Linked DNA regions of Mus musculus: region 1 is linked to region 2. A link is a contact called in public promoter capture Hi-C data. All regions are on one chromosome and are shown on one strand. The core of a region is the stretch at or near the end of the contact, and the rest is flanking DNA. Distances in the headings are between cores, read along the strand shown. Region 1 holds the start of Igtp (interferon gamma induced GTPase). Region 2 holds the start of Ccdc69 (coiled-coil domain containing 69).

What was found. Promoter capture Hi-C pulls out the DNA fragments that hold promoters and counts their contacts.
Region 1: a promoter capture Hi-C map of second pharyngeal arch cranial neural crest shows a contact between it and region 2. The contact joins the promoter of Igtp here to the promoter of Ccdc69 in region 2. A contact is called at or near these places in 1 of 39 promoter capture datasets (second pharyngeal arch cranial neural crest) and 1 of 484 Hi-C or Micro-C datasets (B cells).

What each region holds. Positions count from the first base shown.
Region 1 is chr11:58,197,005-58,200,822 of GRCm38.p6, reverse strand. Igtp (interferon gamma induced GTPase) reads right to left here and starts at 1,267. Exons shown (of 3, transcript NM_018738.4): 1 at 1,044-1,267.
Region 2 is chr11:55,076,397-55,080,413 of GRCm38.p6, reverse strand. It overlaps Ccdc69 (coiled-coil domain containing 69), which reads left to right and starts at 2,283. Exons shown (of 7, transcript NM_177471.4): 1 at 2,283-2,401. The coding sequence starts at 2,354.

The sequences.
Region 1 (3,818 bases), core at 18-2,517, 3.1 Mb before region 2:
ACATCTTGAATTATACAAAGCAGTTCCTGGTCACGCTTCTGGTTGATCTAAAGCTGACTACAATTCTCCATAAAGATCCAGATCTCTCTAAATACTCTGGGGAAAGGGGGGGAAAGAGATGCCTCAATGAAGAAAGCACTGGCCTCACAAGCAGGAGTTTGAACCCCTGGCATCCACATAAAAGCCAGTTTCAATACTCATGCCTAAAATACCCTAGCTGGAGAGGTGGAGGTCCAGAGGAGGATCCCAGAGGGCTTGCTGGCCAGCCAGTCAGTCTAGCCAAGAGGTTCACTGAGAGATTCTATTTCAATAAAATGAAATAAATTGGAGAGTGACTGAGGAAGACACCCTAATGTCAGCCTCTGGATTATACACACATACACACTGGCAAGCAGACACTCGGGCCCACACACAAATGCAATAGTCTCACACACACCTGCACAAAAAAGGTCACATACACAGTGGAAGTGGCAGCCCATTGGTTGCCTATGTTACTATGTTCCGTCGGGTTGCATTTTGTTATACTCTCTTCCAAAAGATTAAATTAAATGCTGGCAGATGAAGAACCAGCGTCTCCAAGGCAGATAGATAATGCCCAACAGAGTTAGACAAAAAGTTTCCTTATGAACCCAGCCTTCCAAGCCAGAGTTCTAGCCCCTGCGTGTCGCACATGGAGAACAGATGCACATTACACAATTCCAGAATGTTCCAATATTACCTGTGGGCTGTTCTGATCCTGGACTCTGGCCCCTGAGGGGTCATCGAAGTAGTGGCCAAGAGAATTTGAGTAAAATCCCACCTGTTTTCTCTTAACTAGGCTCCCTCAGAAGACCCACAAACCCAGGGATACCCAGGTAAAAAAAGAAGCACACTGCTTCTCTCTGGTGAATTGGAAGGACTTGATTCAGCCAGACACCATGCACTCCGATCCTGAAGACAGTGCAGGAGGGTGCCTGCTGCACAGGGTGCCCCAGAGGAACACCTGACCCCAGACTCCCCTGCCCTGAGCAGGTTTATAGGCCAAGCAGGAGCCCCTCACCTACCTGCTCAGAAGCCTTACAAAGCTGCAATCCAGGCTCAGGACGGTCAGGAGAGAGAGAAGTGTGGTGGGGCAGGGTCCTGTGGGGAAGAGCGATTAGAAGAGGCAGGAGCAGCTGAAGGGCAGCCTGAGCTCCTAGGTTTCCTCTCAGACCCTGCTCTATCTATGTTGGCCCAGATGTAAGTCCCCAACTTCTAGGCGTGAGCCCTGCCTGCCTCCTCCCCAAGGGGCGGGGCCTGATGCCCGAACAGCTTTCAGTTTCAGTTCCTAGAAATGGCTAGTTTTCGGGAGTTAGCACTCAGAGGCCACGTTCTTCTTCAAAGAGAGGGGTAACTGGGCCAGATTCCAGGTATAGAGGTCAGAAGTCTGCCCGTGAAGCCTGCCATTCAGACTTCGGTCAGAGCTGCCTTGTCTGACCCTGCTACCTCCTTTCCGGAGCCCCTCTTAATGATGGCACCATGTTGAGACCCAGCGAACTTGGTCCTTGGAGAACTACTCGCCCTTCATTGCTGCTCCTTGGGGCTTCTGTCGCTTCTCATTGTCTACTCGCTCCTTCCCGCCCACTCAGCTCAGGGGCAGAAATTCCACCTACTCTGCCCTGTTCCAATTCTGTCGTCTCCCCAGGATCAAAGTATGCGGCAGAATATGCCACCTTTAAGTGGTCTCCTTCTGCCCACCGGTTTCTCTTGAGTTCAGGAAAAATATTTAAAACAAAGCAAAACAAAAACCAAAAAATAAAAATAAACACTCTCCCCCCCTCCCCCTCCCCCCTCCCCCTCCCCCCTCTCCCCCTCCCCCTCTCCTTTTTTTTTTGTGTACAGTGATGCCCTGGACCACTGAGTGCCCAGGTAGAGGGGAATGGGCTAGTTTCCCTGTGTAATTGCTTAGCAGGGTAAGTGGCTGATGGGAAGTGTGTGCTCATTTGCACAGTCCATGCCCCCAGGGCTCCCCCCACCCCAGGCCATTTACTGACCTGGTCTTTCATTTTCACTCACTGTCCCTAACATCCTGACTCCCTCCCTCCCCCATCCCTCCCTTCAATAGGTGTGCATGTGCATGAGCCTCGGAGGTCGGAGCAGAGAGTTGGAACCCGTGCAACCGGAGTTACAGGACATTTCTCTGTATAGCTCTGACTGTCTTGGAACTCACTCTGTAGACCAGGCTGGCCTTGAGCTCAGAAATTCGCCTGCCTCTGCCTCCCAAGTGCTGGGATTAAAGGCGTGGCCACCTCTCCCGGCCTGGGCATCAGATCTTAATACAGATGGTTGTGAGCCACCATGTGGTTGCTGGGATTTGAATTCAGGACCTTCGGAAGAGCAGTCAGTGCTTTTACCTGCTAAGTCATCTCATTTTTAAGTGTCTCTGCCACCTGTGACTTCTCTCGCTCAGAAAATGACAGCAGGCAGCACTCTGCAAGATGCCCTTGCACAGGAGTGTTCCTGATCGATGAACTTGGTCAATAGATGATTGACAGGCTGGGGAGATGAAGTCAGTAAGGTGCTTACAGTGCACACACAGGGACCTGAGTTCAATCCTCCAGATCCCATGTCAAAAGTTAGACGTGGTGATATGTACTAGTAACTCCAGTACGGAGATAGGCTGATGGCCAGCCAGCCTAGACTATTTGGTAAGCCCCAGTTACAGTGAGAGACTTTGTGTCAATAAACAAGGTGGAGAACCTCTGAGGAAAGACAGACAAAGTTGTCCTGTAGCCTCCATATGTGTGTGCATACACAGGTGATGATTTACAAAGAAGGTATAACAGACCCCTAGGACCAGGCTGTCTCTGTCCCTGAGACCCAAAGGTGACTGCTGTGCATGCGAACTTCCCAACGATCTCTCCTGTGTGAGGAACATTCGCCACATCAGGGGACATCAGCAGGATTGCCACTATCCACCTGTATTCTTTTCTACCCTTTGCCTTTATAGCTGGCCTCTGCTTCCCGACTGTCACCAGAGCAAGAACAAGAAGCAGACTCCTGTCCCTGCTGGGCTACAGGGAGATGTCAGTTTCGTAAGAATCTAAACAAACCAGGCACTCAGGAGGCAGAGGCAGGAGGATCTCTTGAGTTCGAGGTCAGCCTGGTCTACAGATCAAGTTCCAGGACAGCTAGAGCTACACAAGGAAACCCTGTTTCAAAAACAAAGGAAGGAAAGAGAGAGTGAGAGAGGGGGGGAGGGAGGGAGAAAGGAAGGAAGGAAGGAAGGAAGGAAGGAAGGAAGGAAGGAAGGAAGGAAGGAAGGAAGGAAGGGGAAAGAAGGAAGGAAGAAAAGAAGGAAGGAAAGAAGAGAGAGGAAGGAAGGAAAGAAGGAAGAAAAGAAGAGAGGAAGGAAGGAAAGAAGGAAGGAAGAGAGAGAGGGAGAGAGGAAGGGAGGGAGGAAAGAAGGGAACAATTGTGGCCCATGTTCACACCCCAATTCCTGTATATGTGATTTTTTTTTTAGAAACAACTAGAGGCCCTGCCCCCTCTCTTCCCCTCTCTGTTCCCCCTCAAAGCCTAAGGAAAGAATGCTGCTGTAAACAGTTACCCACACAGTTCCCTGGCACTAGGGGTTTCCATTTCCTGTTCTAAATGTAGTGTCTGCATGAGCCAAGTGGAGTTGGTCCCCAAGTTCAGGAAGATGTTTTAGATTCTTACATTTTAATGATCCCAGCATTCCACCTTGGGAGCTATCGCCACTCAAGCATGCCTCCCATGAGTATAGCCAGTGATCTCTGAGAGGGACCCTGGCTGGCACGGCAGCGTGTATTTATGGACTGGACACCAGATAAAAGTCC
Region 2 (4,017 bases), core at 1,034-3,533:
GGAACTCAGAAATCTGCCTGCCTCTGCCTCCCAAGTGCTGGGATTAAAGGTGTGTGCCACCATGCCCGGCTGAAAAAATGTTTTTAAATAAATAGAAAACCAAAAAAAGCATGGTGAGGAAGATCAGTCCCCAGGATGTTCTGCACCATGGCATATATGTGTGGGTCAGAGGACAGCTTGCAGGGGAAGGTCACTTCTCTCCTTCCATCATGTGGGTTCTGGGGATTGAATTGAGTAGTGAACCCTTTTAATCCACTGAGCCTTCTCACCTGCCCCACACTTTGGCTGCCTTACTAAGCATTTCTGTGGTGGTTTGAATGAGAATGGCCCCATAGGTTCAAAGATTTGAATGTTTGGTTTCAGTTGGTGGAACTGTTTAGGAAGGATTAGGAGGTGTGGCCTTGTGGAGGAGGTGTGTCATTGGGGGAGTGTTTTGAGATTTCAAAAGCCCATGTCCAGCCCTGTTCCCCGCCCCATCTGTCCATCAGGATGTAACACTCTCAGCTATCGCTCCAGTGCCTTTAAATGCTCCCTGCCATGATAATGGACTAAGCTCCTGAAACTGTAAGAAGCCCACCCCACCCCACCCCCCAGTTAAATGCTTTCTGTTTTTAAGAGTTGCCTTACTCATAGTGCCTCTTCATAACAATAAAACAGTGACTAAGACACAGGGTTTCATTATGTAGTCCAGGCTTGCCTGGAACTCACAGTGACCCCCTGCTTCAGCTTTCTTGCTGTTTGAACTACAAATATAAGCCCTCATGCCCAGCTCAATATTGTTTTCTGCTCTTTGGAGGGTCATTGCCTTGAATGTGTTATTCATTGCACTGGGTCTCTTTCTTCAATACAACTTTCAGAGAGTTTGTGACCCTGACACGGATTTTCTAACCTGTGCCCAGTACTCTGGAGCGCTGACTTTCAAAGCTGTTATCGCCTTCCCACGTGCAGCTCCCAGTGAGCACTCCAAGAAGATAGAAAGGAGTCTCTTGTCCTAGATTCTGACCCTATTGTCCCCATTCCCACTGCATCTGGCAAGCTTGCAGTGTCTGTCCTGAGGAGAGAAGACTATGTCACACAGATCTTGTGAGCTGGGGAAAGCTATTGGCCCAGCCTTGTGGAAAGCTTACAATGAAAGTGGGTGTCATTTATTTGCAGGGGTGTTACAAAAGCCAGGTTTGGGGGAGCATTTGACCTGGGCTCTGGGCCTTGCTACCAGCATTGTCCCTCTCTGAAGTATACTTTTATTTCATTTATTCATTTGTTTATTGAAGAGGGGAGAGTGAGTGTGTGTGCACACATGTGTGCACATGGCCTACATATGGAGATCAGAGGACAAATTTCAGGAGTTGGCTCTCTTTTTCCTGGGAATTGAATTTAGGTCATCAGCTTAGTAGCAAGCACCTTTACTCACTGAGATAATTTTAATTCATTTTCTTTTGAGACAAGGGCTCACTCTGTAGCCTAGACTGACCTCCAACTTGTGGTTGTCCTTTTGCCTCAGGCTCCTGGAACTGCAAATTGATTGGCCTTTTCAGCTCAGGAAATGTAGATTTAGTTATGAATGGGTAATGCAGTGTGTGAGCCTTGGCATGCATGTTCCTTTTCTCCTTCCACCAAGTGGGGCCTGGGGATGGAGCTCAAGTCGGCATCACAGGCAACTGCCTTTCCCACTGAGCCTGCAGCTGGCTTGTTCTTTTGGTTGCTTGCTTGGTTAGTTTTGTTTTTGAGATAAGCTCTTACTTACTCTGTAGCCTCTTCCTGAAACTCCAGCCTCAGCCTCCTAAGTGCTGGGTCTATAGGCACTCACCCTCAGTGCCTTCAGAGGTTAAAAGGCCCATGTGCTGGAGCCGGACAGGCATCTTTGAGCCACCCGATGTGGGTGTCTGGAGTTGAACCATAGTTCCCTGGAAGGGCAGAAAAATACTCTTAACTGCTAAGATCTCTCTCCAACCCCGTTCCCTTTGTATGACAGGTTATCATGTAGCCCTGCCTGGTCTTAAACCCCCTATATATATCAGACTGTCCTCGAACTTGTGATCCTCCTGCCTCCACCTCCTCAGAACTGGGATTACAGACGTGTGCCACAACGCCTGGTTTAATTGTTTTCGTTCTTTTCCCTCTCAGCTCTTTCTCATCAGAGGGTCCTGAGAACCATCTGTGGCTCCTGGGGATCTCTCCTGCCCCGGCCTCAGGTACTTCTGGCGTGGAGCGCCGCTGGCACCTGCCCTGGCCCGGCCCCGGCTCGGCCGGGGCCCCGCGCAGGCCCTGCTCTTCCGGCATTTAAGGCGCGCAGCCGGCGCGGCTGCAGCTCCGGGCGGTTGAGAGTCACAGCCAGCGGGACGCGCGAAGCAGGATGGGCTGCAGGCAAAGCCGGCACAGCCGCGGCAAGCGCGCAGAGAAGGTACCGGGAGCCCGCACACGGAGGTCTGCTTGGGGGGCGCTCAGAGGGACAGCAGAGGACACCAGATGGACAGCAGTGGGGGGGGCAGTCATGGAGATTGGGGTGCGGGGGTGGGGGTGCTCTGTCTCCGCCCGACCCGGCAATCAGAAGCCGAGTTAACACACTCAGTCCCAGACAAACTGCAGCTGACCCTGCTGTCCCCGCGGGGAGGTGACTGGTGTGTCCGTGGCAGGTGGCCTTCAGTGTGGGGCTGTCACTGTGTAGTAGAGGACAGAGTTCTTAACCTCTCTGCGCCTTGAGCTAAGGTCTAAGGCCGGCAATCTCTGATAGGTCCACAGCCGGACAGCACCAGCATCACCTGAGACCTGTTGGAAACCTCAACTCCCTGGTCTGCCCAAGGGCTGCTAGACACAGGCTGCCTCTTAACGAGTTTCGCCTGGGATCACTGCACCCTTTAGAGCCTAGGAAGCGGGTCAGGGCTTCCTGCGGGAACTGAGCGGTGCGTGGGCTGCCCTTAGGGTAGCTGGGAGGAGCCAAAGTGGGAGTTGATTTGTAGTCTCCTGCAGCTCTCTCCTCCTTCCTGTCCCTCCCGCCCCAGAGCCCTGAAGCTGGGTTAGAGCCCAAGAGACTGACTCAGGTTTCTGCCCCTTGAGGTCTGAGAAACGTCAGGAGGTCAGAGCCTAGATTCAGGGCCAAATCCACTGAGGACAGCCGGGGGCCCAGAGAAGGAAACAGGCACTCTAGAGTCCTAGTCGTTTTTTCCTGTCTGCCAGTCTCTCCACCCCTTGTGGGGATGGACAGCCCGTGAACTTCATCAGTCCCCACTGTGAAAATGATTAATTTTGCAAGGAACTTCAGCTCATTAGTCTTCCTGTTACCTCTGTTTATCTACCCCTAACTTTGTCAATGTGTGTGTGTGTGTGTGTGTGTGTGTGTGTGTGTTCTCTGAACCCTCCCCTGCACTTGGACTAACTTTTCATTGTTTTATTTTTCTCCCCATCCCCACTTTTGGAGACAGGGTCTGGTGTAGCCCAGGCTGTCCTAAACTTAATGTGTAGCCAAAGCTGGCCTTGCACTGCTAATTCACCTGCCTCTCCAATGCTGGGATTACCAGCCTCCCCACCACAGCAGGCTGGATGTTTTTGTTCAGATTTTTTAGACAAGCTCTCAATATGTAGCCTAGATTGGCCCCAAACTTTCAATTTTACTTAGCCTCCCTAATGTTGAAATTATAGGCCTGGGCTACCATACCTGGCTTCTAAGGGCTTCTTGATAACTGCAAAGCCCTTCACCTTTGCTGCCTCAAAGGGCCTCCATGTCTGCCTTGGGCCTGTGCAGCTTCGTTGGGTTCTTTTGCTCACGGTGCCTGTGAGCTGGATAGTGGGCTGCTTTTTGGCTAAGTTCCCACCTGTTCCTAACCCTCCTGGTTGGTGCTTTTTGCTTAATTTCCAATGCGGGTGTCAAGTCGTGAGCACCCGGTATATCTACACAGTCTGCCAATACCCCTGGGAGATAGAACTCTAGAATAGAGGTTCAGGAGGTCACAAGAGTCAGACCACAATAATGACACTCCCTAAATATTTTCACTTCCTGTTCTGTGCCAGGAAGGTCCTGGG